Regions from separate parts of the Mus musculus genome. Here all the other regions are linked to region 1. The links are chromatin contacts, called in public promoter capture Hi-C maps. All regions are on one chromosome and are shown on one strand. The core of a region is the stretch at or near the end of the contact, and the rest is flanking DNA. Distances in the headings are between cores, read along the strand shown.

Evidence for each region. Promoter capture Hi-C pulls out the DNA fragments that hold promoters and counts their contacts.
Region 2: a contact with region 1 is called in a promoter capture Hi-C map of pre-B cells, with 2.6 times the contacts expected there. The contact joins the promoter of Nudt7 here to the promoter of Cdyl2 in region 1. A contact is called at or near these places in 3 of 39 promoter capture datasets (cranial neural crest, hippocampal neurons and pre-B cells).
Region 3: a promoter capture Hi-C map of hippocampal neurons shows a contact between it and region 1, with 6 times the contacts expected there. The contact joins the promoter of 4933408N05Rik here to the promoter of Cdyl2 in region 1. A contact is called at or near these places in 3 of 39 promoter capture datasets (the 3T3-L1 cell line, embryonic stem cells and hippocampal neurons).
Region 4: a contact with region 1 is called in a promoter capture Hi-C map of liver, with 6 times the contacts expected there. The contact joins the promoter of Wwox here to the promoter of Cdyl2 in region 1. A contact is called at or near these places in 7 of 39 promoter capture datasets (the HPC-7 cell line, cranial neural crest, frontonasal cranial neural crest and 3 more), 1 of 15 datasets of contacts at CTCF or cohesin (large pre-B cells), 5 of 484 Hi-C or Micro-C datasets (CD4 T cells, the HPC-7 cell line, liver and 2 more), 2 of 115 datasets of contacts at active chromatin or transcription factors (astrocytes and large pre-B cells) and 2 of 9 other capture datasets (adipose tissue and liver).
Region 5: a contact with region 1 is called in a promoter capture Hi-C map of liver, with 7 times the contacts expected there. The contact joins the enhancer-like site here to the promoter of Cdyl2 in region 1. A contact is called at or near these places in 7 of 39 promoter capture datasets (the 3T3-L1 cell line, embryonic stem cells, hippocampal neurons and 3 more) and 1 of 115 datasets of contacts at active chromatin or transcription factors (large pre-B cells).
Region 6: a promoter capture Hi-C map of liver shows a contact between it and region 1, with 3 times the contacts expected there. The contact joins the enhancer-like site here to the promoter of Cdyl2 in region 1. A contact is called at or near these places in 6 of 39 promoter capture datasets (embryonic stem cells, hippocampal neurons, liver and 2 more) and 1 of 115 datasets of contacts at active chromatin or transcription factors (embryonic forebrain).
Region 7: a contact with region 1 is called in a promoter capture Hi-C map of trophoblast stem cells, with 9 times the contacts expected there. The contact joins the enhancer-like site here to the promoter of Cdyl2 in region 1. A contact is called at or near these places in 6 of 39 promoter capture datasets (embryonic stem cells, hippocampal neurons, liver and 3 more).

What each region holds. Positions count from the first base shown.
Region 1 is chr8:116,731,599-116,734,312 of GRCm38.p6, reverse strand. Cdyl2 (chromodomain protein, Y chromosome-like 2) reads left to right here and starts at 1,322. Exons shown (of 7, transcript NM_029441.3): 1 at 1,322-1,515. The coding sequence starts at 1,492.
Region 2 is chr8:114,132,224-114,134,937 of GRCm38.p6, reverse strand. Nudt7 (nudix (nucleoside diphosphate linked moiety X)-type motif 7) reads right to left here and starts at 1,364. Exons shown (of 4, transcript NM_024437.4): 1 at 1,238-1,364. The coding sequence starts at 1,272.
Region 3 is chr8:114,350,132-114,352,845 of GRCm38.p6, reverse strand. 4933408N05Rik (RIKEN cDNA 4933408N05 gene) reads left to right here and starts at 1,368. Exons shown (of 3, transcript NR_045831.2): 1 at 1,368-2,452. All of the region lies in intron 7 of Vat1l (vesicle amine transport protein 1 like), which reads right to left.
Region 4 is chr8:114,438,317-114,441,030 of GRCm38.p6, reverse strand. It overlaps Wwox (WW domain-containing oxidoreductase), which reads right to left and starts at 1,379. Exons shown (of 9, transcript NM_019573.3): 1 at 1,153-1,379. The coding sequence starts at 1,259.
Region 5 is chr8:114,534,417-114,537,130 of GRCm38.p6, reverse strand. The region is part of intron 5 of Wwox (WW domain-containing oxidoreductase); the gene reads right to left. Among named protein-coding and RNA genes, the nearest start is that of Gm16116, 61 kb to the left of the region's middle. Within about 2 kb of position 1,365, at least 6 of the 459 cell types and tissues checked have an H3K27ac peak or open chromatin away from gene starts, as enhancers often do. A contact at or near this core is called in liver, where this site is marked.
Region 6 is chr8:114,558,436-114,561,149 of GRCm38.p6, reverse strand. All of the region lies in intron 5 of Wwox (WW domain-containing oxidoreductase), which reads right to left. Among named protein-coding and RNA genes, the nearest start is that of Gm16116, 37 kb to the left of the region's middle. Within about 2 kb of position 1,334, at least 3 of the 459 cell types and tissues checked have an H3K27ac peak or open chromatin away from gene starts, as enhancers often do. A contact at or near this core is called in liver, where this site is marked.
Region 7 is chr8:114,633,533-114,636,246 of GRCm38.p6, reverse strand. All of the region lies in intron 5 of Wwox (WW domain-containing oxidoreductase), which reads right to left. Among named protein-coding and RNA genes, the nearest start is that of Gm30554, 17 kb to the right of the region's middle. Within about 2 kb of position 1,401, at least 35 of the 459 cell types and tissues checked have an H3K27ac peak or open chromatin away from gene starts, as enhancers often do. A contact at or near this core is called in embryonic stem cells and trophoblast stem cells, where this site is marked.

The DNA.
Region 1 (2,714 bases), core at 73-2,572:
ATATGGCCACCCATTTGGAAAGGAGAGCAGGTGATCTGCCCACCGTGCTGCAAACAGCAAACGACCAAAGGAGGATATGGTTCATATTCATTACATATTTGAATGTAAAAAAATTGAAAAAAAAATGACGAGGTGGACAGACATTTGGAGCCTGAGTCCCTTGTGTCCTTCTCCAATGTCAGAACACTCACCCCGGGATTCTGAGAGAGTTGTACTATTTTAAAAAGAGAAGCCTTTAGGTACAAAGGTGACCATACATACAGGATGCTTTTAGGAGGAGATAACTTTTTAGAAAGAGGTAACTCTACCTCTGTAGCCCAGCAGTAGAGGGAACTCCTGTTGAGACATTGAAGGAACCCTTCCTCTCTTCCCTAATGCGCATCTCCTCTTCCCTCTGGGATTCAAAGTCCAGTGTGGGCAGGGTCTCACTGGTGGCTGCAGACACTTGTAGTTGGGTGGACTTTGGGAAATGTTTGTTGATTAACTGATTGGATAGTGAGGCAAGAGAGCTTCCAGGGGAGGCCATGTCTGGCTCTAAAACACTTCGCAGGGTTTAGTGGTGACTGCCACTGTCCTGGCTCTCCTTGGAGCCTGTGGACCAGCCACTTCCTCTCTCCTCTCCTTGAAAACTCATCCTGGAAGCAAGGGGGCCCCTCAGCTCCGAGGGGCCAGTTTTCCTAAGAACGTGCCCAGTCCCCTCCCCGGGAAGGAGAAGAGTGGGGTACTCTGGAGCTAGAAGCAGGACTGAAGAGGGGCTCCCTTGCCTGAGACCTGCAGGTTGATACCTGCCTCTTGGCCGCCCCTTCGCAGCCCGGGCAGGTCATTCCGGGTGGGCACCTGGCCGGGTACTCTGGGGGCCTCGCGGCTGCGCGCGCGGCCGGGCTCGGGAGCGGTACCCGGGCTCGGCCCTCGGTGGCCGCCGCCCCCTCCGCCCCGGGGGCCGGGCCGGGCTCCCGGGAGGCGGGGACTCGCCCAGTGGCAGCAGCGTCCGGGCGGGCGGCGGGCGCGGGGCGGCTTCCTGCAGGCGGCGCCGGGGCGAGCCGAGCGCTACAGTCACCGGCCTCGGGACACGGGGGCCCGGGCGCTCAGGGGGCCGCGTCCGAGGCTCAGGGCGCGCTGCGCAGCCGTCGGTCGCCCCTGCCCGCGCTCGCGTGTCGCCGCGATTGCCGCGGCCGCCGCCGGTTACGCCAGCCCCGCCGCCGCCCGCTCCGATTCTGCGCACAGGCGGCCCCCAAGCCTGTCATTCTGCAAAAACACAGTTTACTCAACACGCCGCACACACTCGCGCGCACACACTCTCACACACACTCACACACAGACACGCGCGCGCGCGCGCACGCAAACACACACACATACACCACACACTTATACACACGCACGCACACACGCGCTCACGCGCGCGCGCAACCCGGGCCCCCCGCGCGCACACGCACGGGAGCGCGCGAGCGAGCAAGACGCGCACACCCGGCGAGCCAAGTTCCGCAGCCTGGCATGGCTTCTGGGGACCTTTACGAGGTACGGAGAAGCCGGGGCGCGGGCGGCGCCGGGGAACCGGGCCTGGCCGAGCTGGTGTGAGCGTAGTCCTGAGCCCGCGGGTGGTGGCGCCGGGGATTGGAGGGCGGCTGGGGGACTCGAGGGTGGCGGCGGACCCGAGGGTGGCGGCGGGGACCGGAGGGTGGCGGGGGCCGGGCGCGCCTCCCGCCGCCGCCTCCCGCGGCGCCCGCTCCCTCTTTCTCTTTCTCTCGCGCACACACTCTCTTACTCCATCTACTTTGCGGCCTTGGAGAGGGGAAGGAGGAAGCCGGGCGGAGCCGGGGCGGAGGGAGGGAAGGTAGCGGTCCCGGGGAGGTGCTTGCTCAGCCCCGACGAGCCGCCCCGAGTGTGGAAAAAAAAAGTACAGGTTAAAAAAAAAATTAAGGAAAAAGAAAAAAAAAGTCGCCGGGCGTGCGAGGGAATGCGGGGGGGCCCGCGCTGCGGACGGCCCAATTTAGGGGTCTTGAGCCCCCGGGGGTGCGCGGGTGTGGGTTGGGTGGGTGATCAAAGCGGAGCCAGGTTCCTAGGAAGGGGAATGAAAAGGACAAGAGTGTTGGGGCACGGGGGAGGGGGTGCCCTGGGGACACCACTCTTGCAGTTCCACAGGGGCCACTGAGTGCCTGCCCCCTCCCCCCACCTGCTGCCTAGTGTCCCCCTTCTCTGGACTCTGAAGCTCTCCTGGCAAGGGCTTGGGGGTTGGTCGCCTCTGCTGGTGTCATGCTTCCTAGGGTGAAAGAGGGGCTGCAGAGGGACCCTCCAGGTGGAAGGGAAGCTGGCCTGAAACTTGTATGTGGGTGGTCAGACTTGTCAGAGGACATGGGTGTGAATCCAGTTCCCAGAACTCCACTGGCACACTAAGGGGGTCATACTTGTCTCTAAGGTCACACAGGTAGTAGTGGGCACTGGATATTTTGAAATCGGTTCAAAATGTTGAAAGAAGGCGTCCATCTGTCATCTTTTGGACAAGAAATACCCACGGTCCCTGGGGAGAGAGGGCTTAGCTGGCCTCGGGACCACAACAGTTCTTGAGTGGGATTTGGACTCCTGGACAAATAAGAAGCCACCACTGATCCCAGGGGGAGTATGCCCTTCAAGAGGTGTTTGTTCTCACGAAAAGGGTCTGAATAAAGAAGCCAAAGGGCCTGGCCACCTTCTCCCAGGAGGCCTGCAGATACTGCAAG
Region 2 (2,714 bases), core at 115-2,614, 2.6 Mb after region 1:
GCTATAAGCCAAGGATGATCGAAAGTTACCAGAAGCTGGAAGGGGCAATGGAACATCCCCAGAGACTTCTGATTGTGTGCCTGCTAATACCTTGATTATGGACTTCAGACCTGATTATGGGTCCTTCAGACCCAAGAGAGGCTAATTGCTATTCCTCAAGTCATCCAGTTGGTAGGACTTTGTCACAGTGGCTGTAGAAAGTGTAACATTAGTTCTCACTATTCCGCAGTATGACTGTGCAAAACCAGATGTTTAGGTCAGCCAGAACTCATTCCATCTCAAAAGCTGGGTGGAGCCGGGTGCGGTAACTAGCTCACACCTGCAACCTCCTAGTGCTTGGAGAAGCTGAGGCAGAACGACTACCGAAAGTTTGAGATCAGCCTGGGCTACCCATCATCTCCTGGAGCCTCGAGAAGTCCTCATCTGTAACTTGCTCGAGGGTAGCCGTGCAGGTAAAGTGGCCAGTTCATGAACAAGGTGGCCCTGAGCTGTGAGTGTTAATCACTAGCGCATCCTTAACAAGCCTTTGGTTAGAGGGGTTTGCTTATTCTCAAACACCGCCCCCCCCCCCCACAAGCCCCATCCCATCCATGTGACAGAGAGCTGGCTGCAAACCAATCAAATGTCCTGGAAAGGGCCAATGAAAGCTGGCACACAGTACAGCTGATACTCACAGGCCTCTGTCCAGAAAAGACAATTAGCCAGCCAAAGAGGAAGAAGGCTTTTAAACAACCCCTAGAACTGCCCAGAGGCAGCAGGAAAATAAAAGTCTAATTGTGTCGAGACAATACCATCAAAATAGGAGCAGGGCTGGCCCATTCTGTGTTGAGTTCTCAGAACAGCCTTGTAGTACTGAGGCCAGGCTGGGAGCAGCAATGCCTTGAGCAAGAACCTCGGTTATGGGTGGAAGAAGCCACCCAGGAACTTGAACTCTGTTTGGCTGATGCATAACTGTCTGGCCATGTTGGGGTTCTGAGGTTCCGCTGTGGGGGTTCCTGAAGAGTGACTCGGATTGGCAAAAGGGAAACGCTGTGACCCTGGGAGATGAGGACACGCCTGCGCGTGTGTGAATCTTGTTAGGTGAAAACCCCAACTCTGTCCCCAGGAGCAGAAGAGCAAAGTTCCGGCTGGAGGGGAGCCCTGAGGAGCCTGAACTGCAGGGTGGATAGATAGGGCCTGTGCAATGATCAGAGCCCGGCTTGGTCAGGCTCCGGTGCTTGGAGCCGGAGAGCTTTACCTGACAGGCTCCGGGAGTCCACAAGGTCGCGACATCAGCCCTGCAGTACTTCCTCTTACTAGCAGCAGGAGACTTCGGGAAGCAAATAGTTCTGACGCGCATGCGCTTAGTAGCCCCAGCTAGGAATGAGGGCGGGGACTTTTCAGGGAGGAGAGGCTGAGGGCGGGGCCCTTCAAAGACGCCCGAAGTGCTAGGGGCGGGGCCTATAGGTAGGGCGTGTTCGGGGCGGAGTTAGGTCCGAAGGTGGTGCTGACCGGATTTAAAGTGTTGAATACACTAAAAAAAAAAAAAAAAAAAAAAGATTGCTGTCTAGTAGCGTGGGCTTCTTCAAAACCATGGAGCATGTGAGAAAATTTGCAATAAGCAGTTGTAAAAAGTACTTAATTTTAAAAAATTAAAAATTAATTACGCTTGCCGGGCATGGTGGTACATGCCTTTAATCCCAGCACTTGGGAGGTAGGGGCAGGCAGATTACTCTTGAGTTCCAGGGCAGCCTGGTCTACAAAGTGAGTTCTGGGACAGCCAGGACTGTTACATAGAGAAACACCGTGTCTTGAAAAACCAAACAAAAACGAAAACCAAAAACCAAAAACAAAACATTTTATTTACTAGTGTGTGTGTGTGTGTGTGTGTGTGTGTGCGCGCGTGTGTGTGTGTGTGTGTGTGTGTGTGTGTGTGTGCGCGCGCGTGTGTGCGTGCGTGTGTGTGTGTGTGTGTGTGTGTGTGTGTGTGTGTGTGTGTGTGCTACAGAATATGTATGAAGATCAGAGGACAACTTTCAGGAGCCAGTTCTCTCCTTCCACCCTGTGAGTTCCAGGAATGAAACTCAGGTAGGTAGGCTCAGAGGCTGGGAGGGGAAAAGGAGGCTGGGTGGAGAGTTGGGGGCTTGGAAAACCAGGCCGAGCTCCTCACTCCTGGCCAAAAGAGAGTGTCTAACATGTAGCTCTCCACACCTCCACCCCCACCCCAGTATCAATGTCTCCAGTGTCCTGCTGCAATGCAGACTGCCCAGAAGCACACACCTACTAAGTCCCAGGAGGGTGGCAGGTCCCCAGTGTAGGTAGATGCTGCTGTCTGACACCTGCACCTGTTTTCAGGGATGAACTGCCTAGCAATGGGAGAGCTCCATCACCTCACACAGAGCTGAGAGAGAGTGTGAGCTGAGCGGGGAGGCTGGCCGGAACTGAGACTGGGGGGGGGGGGGGAGAGGGGAGCAAGGCAGGCTTCTCCAAAGACTGGCATAGTGTCTGACACACAAACTTAATGATGGGCTTTACAATTCATATATCCTTCCCTAATGTCACACATGAGTACAATGTATCTATTGTAAGTGATTACAATAACACCCACCTTCCATACCCCTCCATTTTCCTCCCAGAACCCCCAACCACATCTGCCTCCCCAATTCATGTCTTCTACTTCTTTTTTATTTTTCTTTTCTTCTCTTAAAATTCAAAGAAATTGAATGTAAAATTAA
Region 3 (2,714 bases), core at 119-2,618, 2.4 Mb after region 1:
CTTCCCTCTTTCTCTCACTTTTTCTCTTTTACACACACGTGATAATTAATAATAATAATAATAATAATAATAAATATATGCATACAGATTAATATCAATACCTGAGACTTATCTTAACTACTAGGGACTGTAAAGGAAGGAGGCATAAGTGTTCATCACTGTGGGAACAAGGGTATCAATATTCCATTACTGATGCTTTTGAATGTGATTTAAACATTCCAAAAGGTTTATAAAATGTGAGCTTCGGTCATTCTTCCCAAGCAACGACTATAACAAGGACTTGAGTACCCAAGTTCTTATCCACGCTGTCAGATTGTGATGATGATGTTATAAAGGATTTGGGCTCCTTACACAGCCAAGGCTTAGAGATGTGTTATTCCCATCTCCCCAGAGAAAGATGTGCCTTTTCCGTCAACCAGTCCACCTTGGCCAAGGTATAAACTTCAACCAGCTCTCTGCCAGGCAGCAAGCACAGATGAATGCTTGCAACAGCAGCATACCCTGGAAAAGCCTACAGGCTGGGAGAGGAGGGAGGGGGCCAACGAGACAGTCAATTCCCAGAGAGTGTGGGAAGAGCTACGTTCTCAGAATGAGTGAAGAGGCGTGGGAGCCCAGGGGAGGAAATGACTCAATTTGGAGAAAAGTGGCGTTCCGCGCTGGGGTTTCAGGAGTGGAGAGGCGTTTCCGGAAGAGAAGCTGTGTACGGTCAGACCTGAGTTCTGAAGAGGAGTAGGTGGCTCAGTCAGGGAAATGGGAGTGGGGGTGGCGCCTTGCTTCCTGGAGGGGGTGGGGGGCACCGTTGAAGCATGCAGGGGCGGCTCTGTGAGGAGTAGTGAGGTGCGGTGAGGGAATCAGGAAGACTTTCCTGAGGGCAATGTTGACAGGTGAAGAAATTCGGAGTCCAGTGAGGACAGGAAGTGAGGGATGCTTGAGGGGAGGAGCTGACAAGATCTGAGGTGTACAACTAGACCCTGTCTTTAGGATCATTTTGGGTAGTCAGACAATTCCCCCAAGTGGTGGAAAGGATTCTGCACAGTGATCTGTGTTTTGGAAGAGCCTGTCAGGGAGAGATGAAATCTGAGTAATTTGGTTTATTGCCATTTGTTTCCATTAGTGCTGGAAACAGATGGTCTCATCAGCCTTATGTTGCCCTTGTCAGCATCTGTGTGACTCCAAGGTCTAATTTTTAATTATCCCTGACCATTGGCAGGGACATGAAGGGGAAACGGGAAAGTTCCAACCCTTAAAAAAAAAAAAAGAAAAGAAAAGAAAAGAAAAGGTTTCCTTTGCATCTTTTCTGCTTGCCTATCAGTTATTTTTTCTTTTAACCACCGAGGAATATCTATTAGCCTGGGTTCTATGTTGCCATGGTATCAAGACCAAACAAACCTTAATATATAGGGAATCCAAGGGTACAGTCGAAGGAGACACTGTCTTCCAGCAACTGGGCGATGTGTTGGCAGAGCCTTGTCAGATTGAACACTGGTCCTAAACTGGGATTCATAGGTGGTCAGAGCAGACTTCGTGTAAAAGCGTGGCTGGTGGATAATAGAGCTGGTGGCCCTCTAGAGCCACGAGGAAGAGAACAGGTTTGGGAAATTTCGCACAGCCAAGAGTTTGGTAGGAATTGTTAGGAAGTCAGGCAGCAATTCCTCCAGATTAATAAGAAGCGAGCCTTAGCTACTCTAAGCAGTGTTAACAGCTGTTTGTGGGGCCTAGAGAGATTGCTTAGCAATGAAGAGTGCTTGCTGAATTTGCAAAGCATCTGAATTTGGTTCCTCACTCCAGCATCCAGTAGCTAACAACTAGCTCCAGCTCCGGCTCCAGCGGCTGCCTCTGAGGGCGTATATGTATATGTATATGTATATGTATATGTATATGTATATGTATATATACATACATATATATGTATATATACACACACATACATACACACACATATATATGTATATATATACATATATATACACATATATATACATATATATATATATACATATATATATACATATATATATACATATATATATATGGTCTATGTTTTCAGAAAGTATAGAGACAAAGGTTCTTGGGGGAAAGTGCTCTTGTGTGTGTGTGTGCGAGATGTGTCTGTGTAACAGGGTTCTGTGTTGCTCAAACTGACATTGTACTTGCATTATTGAGTGCCTGGTGTGGTGGTTTGAATAGGAATGCCCCCCCCCCCCGACTTGTGGATTTTAAAACCTGGTCACCAGGGCATGCCACCATTTGAAAGGATTAGGAGATGTTGGAGGAAGTGTGTCAATGGAGGTAGGTTCTGAGGGCTCAAGGACCCAAGTTAGGCCCAGCATCTTTTTCTTCCTACTGCCTGTGGATCTGGCTGTAGAACTCTGAGGGTCTTCTCTAGCACCACGGCTGCTTATATGTCACCACGCTACCTCCTATGACCACAATGGACTACACCTCTGAAACTGTAAGCAGGCCCCATTTAAGTGCTTTCCTTCATAAGAGTTGCCGTGGTCATGGTTTCTCTCCACAGTGGCAGAACTCTGACTAAGACACCTGGCTTTAATATTTTTTTTTTTAAAAATCACTTCTTTATAAGATGTATTTTCAGTTTTTGACTATCTTTCACACACAAAGAACTGCTTTTATTCTGATATTTTCTACATCGATTTTGTCATACTCCATTCTTATCCAGCCTTGCCATTTTCTTTCACCACCTCTATTTTGTA
Region 4 (2,714 bases), core at 130-2,629, 2.3 Mb after region 1:
CCAGCTTCTTCCTCACACTCTTTATGTGAGTCGAAAGCCTGGCATCTTAAAACAAAGTCCTTGTGGGCTTTTTCTCCTGCTAGTCAGCTGTTGCTGATGACTGGCTCAGCAAGTTCGAGACCACATCAGGACACGTTACCCAACAGATGTGGGTTGACCAACCCTTATCTTTTCTTCAAACTGACCAACTCTTAAATTAGGGAATGAAAACTCCTCAATGACTTAAAACCAAAGCCCTCAAGAAGAGGCTGCAATTTTTTCGGCTCCAGAGTTCCCTTTGGCTTTGCAGTTGTTTTCTCCATGTGTGTCTGCCCTGTGAACACGAGTCCTCCCCTACAGAGTGCCTTTCAGCCTGCTGACTGTGCCTGCTGCTGTCGGAGGTGTTGGAGACTTCTCCACTGCTACCTGCTACATTGCGAATTTCCCGCTTTTTCATTCTTTGACTGGCAGAGCCTGATCAAGACTGTATGAAAACCTAGCATTTTGTCCATTAAGTATCTATTTCTTAAAAATGAACAGAGGTCCCCAAGCATAGAGTCAGCTGCAGTAGCTCCCCCTATGGGAGCTACTATCCCCTATCACGCCTATGCAATTTTGCCACAGATACAGTCCAAGTAACAGAAAACGCCTGCGGGGCAACCTACTAGCCTCTCCACTGAGTGCCTTGTGCACAGCACAGATTCATTCTTGTGTCTGCTCATTTCAGAGATGAGGAGAACAGAAAAGTCAGGGGCTTGCTTTCAGTGGCCCAAGGTCACGGTTAGCAACAGGGAAAGGCTCTGTGGAGGTTTCCAAGACTTCCCTGGGAAACCACTGCGAGCCATCCAGGACATCTGCTTAAAAATACAGATTGCTGGGCCTCCAGATCAGGTCCCCATGGCAGGAGCTTGGCTTTGAAGTTTTCTCTATTTCCTCTTTAGAGGAGTAAGACCTAGGCGCCACCACCGCACGGTGCAGTGCCACCTAGTGAGCGGCAGGGGGCGTGCGGCGGGTGGCCAGGTGACGGGACCTTGACCCAGATCCCCTAATAACGGGGGACAGCCTGGGACAGGTGGCTGGCATTTCGGATGCGCATGCCCGCCTGGCAGGGCAGCGCAGGGTCCAGGCCTCGCAGGACACGGCTCCCAGGAACGCCGCTCCAAGGCCGCTTACTTGGCGTAGTACACCCAGCCGTCCTTGGTGGTTCTCTCCTCCCAGCCCGGAGGCAGCTCATCCTCACTGTCCGTGTCGTCCAGGCCCGCATAGCGCAGAGCTGCCATGCTGGAGACAGAAGTAGCCGCCTGCTCTCCTCAGCAACTCACTCTGGCTTCAACCGCGCCGCGCGCGTCCGGGAGGGGACCAGACCGCTCGCGCCTGCGCACTGCTCGCCCAGCCGGTCCGCGGCTGTAATCCAGTTTCCGGGTTTTGCAGCTACTGGCGGGAAAGGGGGCGGAGCCTGAGAAGAGCACGGGAGGGAACGCGGAAGAGATGGAACGGCCGTGGGGGGTGGAAGGAAAAGCAGGAACGGCTCAGAAACTGGAATAAGCTTCCTCAGCCTCCTGGAAGGGGCGTGCTTACCCAGTCATCATGCAGGACTCTGCACGTTGCTGGGCGACCCGAAGGCACTTCCTTATTGTTTTACCCAATCCTGAATGAGTCCCAGCAGTGAAGTATCCTGGGAAATGTAGTCCAAGCTCAACTGGACTATAAAGGGGGGGCGGGGAGGGGGGAAAGGTTCTGATGAGATTATTCTGAGCTCCAGTTTCGTCCCATGCCCTGCAGGTGTACAACCTTTTGACACTACGACATGATACTGTGACATGGTCATTTCCAAAATTTACACTAGAGAAGCCCTCAATCGAATATCCAAATAGGAAAAAGAAAAGAAAAATCTCACAATGCTTAAAGTTTAGGATTTTTGTGTTGGGCAGCATTTATTAGTATCCCGGGCCACGTGTTGCCACGAGCCTCAGGTTGGACACACCTGCGAGAGTAAATGTCCTGACTTGATACTATCCAGGTATTTTTCCATTCACAATCTGTGTTGTTTATGTAAATATGCCATTTAAAAAAAAAAAACCTACACTTGGAGAACTAAGTGACTCCAGAATTTGGGAGGGTAAGTCAAAACGATCACAAGTTCACAAGTTCGAGGCCAGCCTATGCTATAAAGGGAGCCAAAAATCGAGAACATGCAAATTCTCATGCCTCCAGATTCTCTATTAAGAGAGAATGGTCTTCCAACCATAACTTGGTTCTCTTGTTCATAGGCGGCACCTGATTACAAACTTGCAAAGCAGACTTTTAAAGCACCTGAAAAAAAAATCCTGGTTATAAATATCCTAGACCCACAATGTGAAGCCTACCTTCACAACAGCACTTAGTCCCTTCCCCTATTTGTTTATCATTTCTGGCTCCTGGAAGTTTAGCTTTGACTTTGATCTAACAAGGATCTATCTGCATGTAAACCCAGGCAAAGAAGATTTTTCAGGAGCTTGAATACGTGTGAGACAAAGCCAACACCCACAAAGTCATACCCTAAGGAGATTTTATGACCATCTTGTTTCTGTAAAAACATCTGCGCCACAGTAGTTATGAAATGAGGATTTTTTAACTATCCAAGCTTGTGCTTCCGAAGCTGCACGCCAGGTGGCGCTATCAGCCTGCAGTTCAAAGCCTTGGTTCCCAGCAAGGAACCTTTGAACCTGTTTTTTGTTTGTTTGTTTGTTTGTTTG
Region 5 (2,714 bases), core at 116-2,615, 2.2 Mb after region 1:
GAAATGCTTCCAGCTCCCAAGGAATAAACTGCTGAACATCACAATTCCGCCTTGTAACAATGGGCCGACCTCTCCAGGGCTATAAATACGATGCAGCGGACTGATTAAATGGCAGGAGGAGCTGTTCACTGGTCGTCTCTCTCCAGGGTTGACACTTGGCCTATGCCTAAAGTTAACAGGTACTGCCAGTGACGTGTCTGCAGAAGAGAAATGTCGTTTCACCCTTTCTTTACGAAGAAGTTGACTGTTACTCGCCATGTCTTTCCTCCCCACCTTCCTCACAGCTAGTGATCGGCACATGCTTTATATGACATGAAAGATTCTAGACATGTTATCCTAAGCTCTGTTGTACCTAGTGGGGCTTTTCCCCCACCTCCCTTCCTTGCCCCCTCCCTTCCTCCTCACTCTCAGCCCATGCTGTCACAGCTAAACTCACTTCTAATAAGGCACAGGTGGGCCCCTGGCCCTGAATAAAATTCATGTTGGTAATGAGCTGCAAAACTCTTGGCTTCCCTTAAGCTTTCTAAGAGAAGAGACAGTGTTGCCCCCTTGGCCCTCTTGGATCTGGCTGGCTTCTTTCCCTGTGGCCATCTTAGCCCTCAAGCAGAGAAAACAGGGCCATTGTTCCAAGCCACGCAGTGACTTTTGGTGAATTGTCAATGTTCTGCACTCGTGCCTGCAAAGGGAGGGCAGTGGAGTGAATCTGTGGGATGTTTGGGGACCTCGTGGACCTTGACCTTTCTTTTCTTGGCAGAAGCTCTAAGGCCCACTCCCCTGGAATCCTTCTTTATGCTGCTGGCTTGGAAGACAGGGAAAGTGTTAAGGAGAGAGATTAGGTATTAAGGAGACACGGTGTGCAGTGATAAATTACCTAAACTGAATACACGGAGTCTGCTGCGCCAAGAAGGCCCTGAAGGAAGGCCAGACCTGTAGGAATGAGAGTATGAAATCAAAGAGAAATGTGTCAAAAACAAATGACAAACTTTCCCACTGTGGGGTCGCACAGGAACACCAGCTGGGGTGAGCCGTCAGTTGGCTGCAAGGTGTGCACTGTGCCTTGTGTCTTCTCATTTCCAGAGAAGCTGATCAGCAGCCGTGGGTTCCCAGATCCCCAGATTGGAAAGGAACTGAGAAGCCGTTCCTGCCTCTCTGTGGAGGAACTCACGTCTTTACCTGATCCCTTTTCTTTACTTCATGCACTCAAAATACCTTCTGAAGGGAGACAAAGTTTTGTTTCCTGGTCCTGCTCTTAATTCACAGCTCACCGAATTAAGTACTTTACCAAGTCCCTCACATCTCACACAAACCAGCTACACGGGAGGTTCTAGGCCTGTTTATAACACAACATTGCCCCTTGTTCTTCGTATCTCAATAATGAAATCTTTGTGTTTTATGAAAGTTCGGCCACTCTGTGCAAAGGGCAGTTTGCTCCAGTACAAACAGAAATCAGAGAAAATAGGAAAACCCCGCCAAACCCTTTCATCTCTGCTTGCCAAGCAGGTGAATTAATAAGGAGCACATTTGAGATTTATTTTCTTTAAGCTCCAACAGTAAAGAATGTTCCAAAGTCGTTCTCAAAGCTCTGGAGATTTTAAAAATTCAAATGAATCAAACTTAACTTGCTGGTATAATGTATAATAAAGCCAGTTCCGGGGCTTACCTGCTCAAAGATACACTCGCTGTACATTTAGATGAGAAAAAGAAATTAAGGAGTCTAAACATACACGGCATGAGATGGCCAAAATTAAGTAAATTAAAAGTGTTTTCAATAAAGGTTTCTAGCTTCAGGTAATAAAGTCGAGGTTCTCAATAGATAGTTTCAATCCTGGTGTTAGGCTGAGCCCAAAAGAACCTACCAGGGTGTATGGAAGGAAGGGAGGGAAGGAAGGAGCAAGGGAGGGGAGGACAAGATCACCCCCACCCTGCCGTGCAGCTGAGACGCCTTCGCTCACACTCTAGCATGGAACTGGTTATTGTCCCAGCCCATTCGCTGCCTCAGCACTTGTCAGGTGACCTGTAAACTTTTCAATACTATGGGACACATAAGCGGCCTTCTTATCCCTACACGTCTTATGGAAGAAAACACTAAGCTCATTTTAAATTAATATTTTCAATTGTCCACAGATAATCAAAGGTTAAAATATCCACAATGTAAGACTACTGAGTTCAACGGGCTGGTAAAAACGGAACAGGAAACTTTGATTTCCAAGTTCCAATCTGGGGGGGGGGGGGGGGGGAGGAGATCAACGGCAGACTGCTAAGAGAGCAGAAGAATTTACAGAGGTGTGGGGGACTTGTCTATCACAGTAACTCCTGTCCTAGAGTTGGGGCCAAACGCTGTAACTATCACAAGTGGTTGTTCAGTTTGGTTATTACTGCAACTGAACAAGCATGGTTTACTTTGAAAACTTGTGTGGGGGACAGTAAAACTCGATATAGCAGTGTGTGCAATCAGAATAAGGTAATGCTATAATTTCTGCTTAGATTGATGTTTCCATAATAAAGCACACAGGATTCACAGATATCAAATATAACTGCCCCCTCCCCAAATTAACCCCCAACTAAAAAACATACTGAGCAAAACCATAGCACACTCTATGCACCCGTCTCAAATAAACTTGTATAAACACGCTACGTGTCGGCACATGCCATTGGAGAACCCATCATAAATTAATTTTGAATTAATCAAAATAGAGTCTCCAGAGTATTTTCTA
Region 6 (2,714 bases), core at 85-2,584, 2.2 Mb after region 1:
TTTATGGTGCCACAATCTAGATATCTAGCTGGTGATTTTTCATTCATTCCTGGCTGGGGGAGGGGGGAGATGTGGGGGTGGGGGAGTGTGTGTGTGTATGTGTTAGCGCATAAAAAACAGAAAACTCAAATGTTGCTAAAATAGTCACTTCAATTATCCTAGAACATGTTCAAGATTTAAATTCTTACCCCTCCCACATTCACAACCACAAGGGTCAACCTCCACAGGCCACGCCTTCTCACCTCTGCCTGAAACCAGCTGAGTATATTACAGGGTTTAAAAAACCACCCAGGCTTCTCCAGTGACAGTGCAGAGGGCAGAGACACCCAGCTCAGCACTAAGTTCCAGTACCCAGAGCACCGTAGGGGGCTTGTGATGGTACAGGAAGAGCTCAGGAAAGAGCAGGCGGGCCTGGGGAGGCAGTAGAGGCAAGTCCACACTGTCTACACCCTCAGGACCAATCCAAGAGCATAGGGAAGAGGACGGGACCATGCCTGCTCATCAGTAGCACAGGACGCCAGAGAACTTACCTTCAGTGATGCCAAGAGGATGTGCAGAGAACATGGCGCACTGAGCCCAGCCCTGAGTGGATACCTAAGGAGTGTTCGTGGCACCATCACTGTCACCTCCCATGGTCTGCCTGGCCCATTCCAGAGTAAATGGTCTTGTGAGATTCACCATTCAGGCCCCACTGTACAGAGATGAGTGTTCACAGCTCCACTTGCACAGGGGTTCTCTTGATTGAGGGATGCAACCCAGAGGTGCTGCAGGATGCCAAGTATAACTGGGAGGGAGGAAAGGGGACAATCCCACATCTAGCTGGGCACACATGAACCACAAGCGCATGCCCAGGGGATCAGAAAGTGGCCCAAGACCACAGACCCAGGAGTTGAGAGCCAGAGAAGGCCATGAGTTTTTCACAGGACCAGTGGGACTATGCAAAGTTAGAGTTTGCACTGAGCTAACAGAAAGAAAGGGAGAGGAGATTTTGGGTGATATCTGGGTCAACGCAGATGGTACAGTTATCATCTGTATTCGCATGCTACCTCCCTGTTCACCCATCACCCTCCTGCAGGACTGGTCAGCATCCTTACTGTTGCTCGAGGCCCAAGGTTCCCAGTTCCGCAGCATGGCATGGAAAGGCCCACAGGTGGCCAAGGGAGCGAGGTCCACTGAGGGAAGATTTTTCAAGACTTCATAAAACATTTCAACTTCTTATTGTCACAGCACTTCAAAGAGTGTCAGTGGAAACACACTCCTCTCCCTGAGCTGCCCCGGGGACTTCGGACCCTCCCAGGTTTCTTCACATCTACTCCTGGTATCCCACGGTTCTGTACACTGCAGTCACTCAACAAATATTTTCAGAAGGACAGAACCCGACACAACGCCAGGCGAGGGCAGGGATCCCGTAGATTTCTGGCAACAAAAGTGTAAACGGCACTGTGGCAGAGACATACAAACTCCATCCCTCTGAACAGCCATGTTATCCCATCTTGTGTGGGTCAATAATACATCCTCATGCAAGACTCCCAACCGACCAGACTGTGTTGCTAGGGACCGACTGGAGAATGGGGCCTCTCGCATTCCTGTGGCTATGAGGATCACCCCCGGGGGTCCTGGGATTTATTTCCCTTTCTTGAGAGCAGAGGACAGATAATGAATACACCTCCTCAACTGATCAATTGCCTGCACTTACAGCCTGGCACCATCCCTCCTCCTGAACAAGGTGAAAAGAACGAATCCATGAGTGATGGTCATTAAGAAACTGGCTTCAGAAGAGGAAGGAGAAAATATTAAGAAAACAACGTGGGCATTTAAAAGCAAAGCCCTCTCCACCCCGCTGAAGTGGCTTGGACATTCATCTTGTTCTTGGACTCTGCTTCACCGAACTTGATGGAAGACGGTTGAACTGACATAAAGACTGGCTCAACGTGAGCAACCGTGATTGATGGAGCCATTCCCAGCAGCAGGCAAAACCTACACTGAAAGATGCCTTGGGCTTCCTGTTAGCCGTTTTCTGAAGGGGCCGATACTCTCCCGTGCCCCCTCCCTGGGTTTAAAGAATAGACTAGCAGAATCCGTGATTTCAAAAATAGAGGAGCATTCAACAGAGAGGGAGAAAGACTAGGTCATGGGGCATGGACCTCTTGGGGGAAGACAGCAGAAGACCCTGCAAACTGGGTCCTATCTGGTTTTATCTGGATGCAGCAGTTTGGGTCTTGGGATACACAATTCAGATGAGTTTTCACTTAATTCCATTAAGTGGGCTCATCATGCAATCACGATGGCAAAAGAAAATCTAGCTTTCCTTGGGAGCCAGGAACGCAGTCACAGGTGTGGCAAACGAGCCAGGCTACAGAGAGTTGGGAAGGGCGGCCAGCTTGGATTGGCCTGTGCTCAAGCGCACGCTCTTTCAGTTTGGAGAAGAGGAGACATTTGCAGGAGGGCTGTATTCTTAGGAGGTTTCTTAATATGGAACGGAAAAGAGCAGGCTTTCAAGACTGCTGGGGAGCCTTTCTTCCTTCCTGCCCTTTCTGGATTACAGGAGACCTTTCCCTGACTTTCTTCCCTCTTAGTTTTGAAGAAGGTTAATTATGGCCCAGGAACGTCTTGAAACATCTTGGTACTTGGGATTCTGCCATCGTCGGAGGCGAGGACAATGGTCCACAGGGTGCGGCGGGAACCAACTTAGGAAGCATCCAAATAGGAAGGCA
Region 7 (2,714 bases), core at 152-2,651, 2.1 Mb after region 1:
GTAAATCCATTAATATAGATAAGGGGTTTTTTGGTTGTTTGTTTGATGCTAATGCTATTGCGTTTGATGAACTGGCGGGGTGGGGGTGGGGCCTAGTATTTGAGAGACTAGAGCTCCACCATTGAGCTATGTCCCCCAACACTTGTATTTTTACTTTGTACAAGGAGACAGGGTCTTATGAAGTTGACTGGACTGGGTTTCAGCTGGAGACGCTCCTGGCTCAGCCTCTGCAGTAGCTGGGATTCCAAGCCTCACCACCAGGTCCTATTTAACTACTCATTTCCACTAAATCAGAGATTATTAAAATGAAGATCTTCCAGTGTTTTCTTGGAACATATACCCCCTTCCTGTGTGTGTGTGTGTGTGTGTGTGTGTGTGTGTGTGAGAGAGAGCAGGGGCGGGGCACATAATGCCAGGCAGACAATTCCAATGACAATAACAAGTTGTTACTAGGAAAAGAGAGAAAGGACCCCTTCCGACACCTGTCCCAACCACACAGCATCTACACTGCAAAGGGCTTTCTCTATGACTATCTACACTGCCCAGGGGTGTGGGAAGGAAATGGCGTGTTTTATTACATAGAAAACACTGCTAAGCAGCGTATGATTTGACGCCAGACCCTGATACCTGCCCTCAAGTGCCATTCGAATGCCTCCAGCACAACAGTGGAGCCAGGTCGCTTTTGCCCACAAAGCCTCGAGAGCTATTTTAGCTGTTATCCCGGCCCTTTGGTGACAGAGTCAGCCAACACAATGACAGCTCTTTCCAGAACCTCTGAGGCAGAGGACTATTCTAAGAAACATCACAGCTCCCTTCCCCCATGCTTCATCCTTCTTTATTTCAGTATCCCACGCCCCTGCCCCCCCCCCCCCCCCCAATGCAGCAGAGGAGAACCTGGCTGGACCATGGGTAGCCAGAGGAGGAAATTCCAGTCTCAAGAAAAACCAGAACCAAATGTTAGCACGCAGATGCCCCCGGGTTGTAATTTCCCTGTAATGGTTTCTTATGATAATTAAAACCATGTCAGCAAAGGTTGCCCGCCTTGAGACTACAGCAAGGAGGACATGGACAGTGTGTGAAAGCCATTTCGCTTCACTGGGGGTAGGTTCTCAGCACACTCTAGGTCTGCAGGGGGGAAACTGCCATTCCTACTGGAGGCCAATGAGGTGGTAACACTGTCACCTGACTCCATTTTATCTCCTTTCTGTATCTCAGTCCCCTTTGGCTCCCAGCATGGAGCACAGAAGGTCCCCAGGAAACACTGCTCTATGGATACAGCAGTTAGCATTTACTTGGCAGCACTCCCCGAGGACTGTGGTCCTCCTCCTCCTCCCCATCACCTTCTTAGTCACCTTCAGTTGGGGGAGAGGTAGAAAATTACACAACCTGCCCAAGGGCCTCACAGAGAAGGATTTCTAGTTCTATGCCTGAACTCCAGGCAGGTGGGCGGAGCTACAGTTCACTCAGTGATAGGGTGCCTGCAGACGATTCTGGTTCCAAACTCAACCCCACGAAAAATAAACCCACCTGCCAATCAATCCACAGACAAACTGTGCAAGTCAAATCTGGGAGTGTGCCTGGCGGGTGGGTCGGGGTGGGGGGAGAGTTCAGCTGCTCTTTTTCTTTCCTTTCTTTAAAAACTTTTTTAAGAAGTCCACTAATGATACATACATCAGTAACTCTGATGCGAGGCCAGACCCACCTACAGCAGTAAAATAGGTAGGAGGAGGTTAGATTATTTTTTAAAAGCCTAGGCTACTTCCCCAACTGTCTCAGGCTAGCTCCCCCACTGTCTCAGGCTAGCTCCCTCACTGTCTCAGGCTAGCTCCCACACAGTTCTGCTATCACCAGATGTGCCTGGAACAAGCAGCATTTCATTTGTTTGTATTGGAGCTGGGAGTTTCCTGTAACAGTTAAGAAAGAATGGCTCAGCTGGGTGTGGCGTTTCTGCAGCCCCAGGGCTGGGGAGGTTGAGTCAGAGCCCTAGAGCAAAGGACTCAACAATCTCTTAATTTTAAAGTTCTCTCTGGGAAGCTCTAGGACAGTGGTCCTCAACCTGGAGGTCAAAGGGTTTACACGGGCCCCATATCAGGTATCCTACATATCATATATTTCCGTTATGATTCACGACAGTAGCTAAATTACAACTATGGAACAGCAATGAAAATGGTTTTAGGGTGGGGGGGGAGTCATTACAACATGAGGAACTAACTGTATTGAAGAGTCTCACAGCGTTAGCACTGATGAGAGTCACGGCTCAGGGGATTCGCTGGAGTTGTCAACAAATGTCACAGATAAAATGATATGGCCACAGCTAGGGAGGTCTGAGGGAGAAAAAGTGTTACTAAAAATGGCTTTCTAAGCTCACGATGAGCCTGCCATTGTGGCTTGTGTCTATAAACCAAACAGTATGGAGGCCGAGGCAGGAAGATCAGAACTTCAAGGTCATCTTAAAGCGTTTATTTGGTTTGGGGCTAACCTGGACATGTAAGACCCTGTCTCTAAAAAACAAAAACAAACCAAACCAAACCCAAAACCAACCAACCAAACAGACACAATGAATGAATGAATGAATGAATGAATAAATGTTATCTGCTTGGGAGTTGGAAGAATGCATCCTTACTTAAAAGACCGATGAACAGTTATGAGGCTGTGATGGCTGAAAAGGTTTCAGAAGCTTCACCCTGCGTCCAGCAGACATTTCCAGGGGGAGC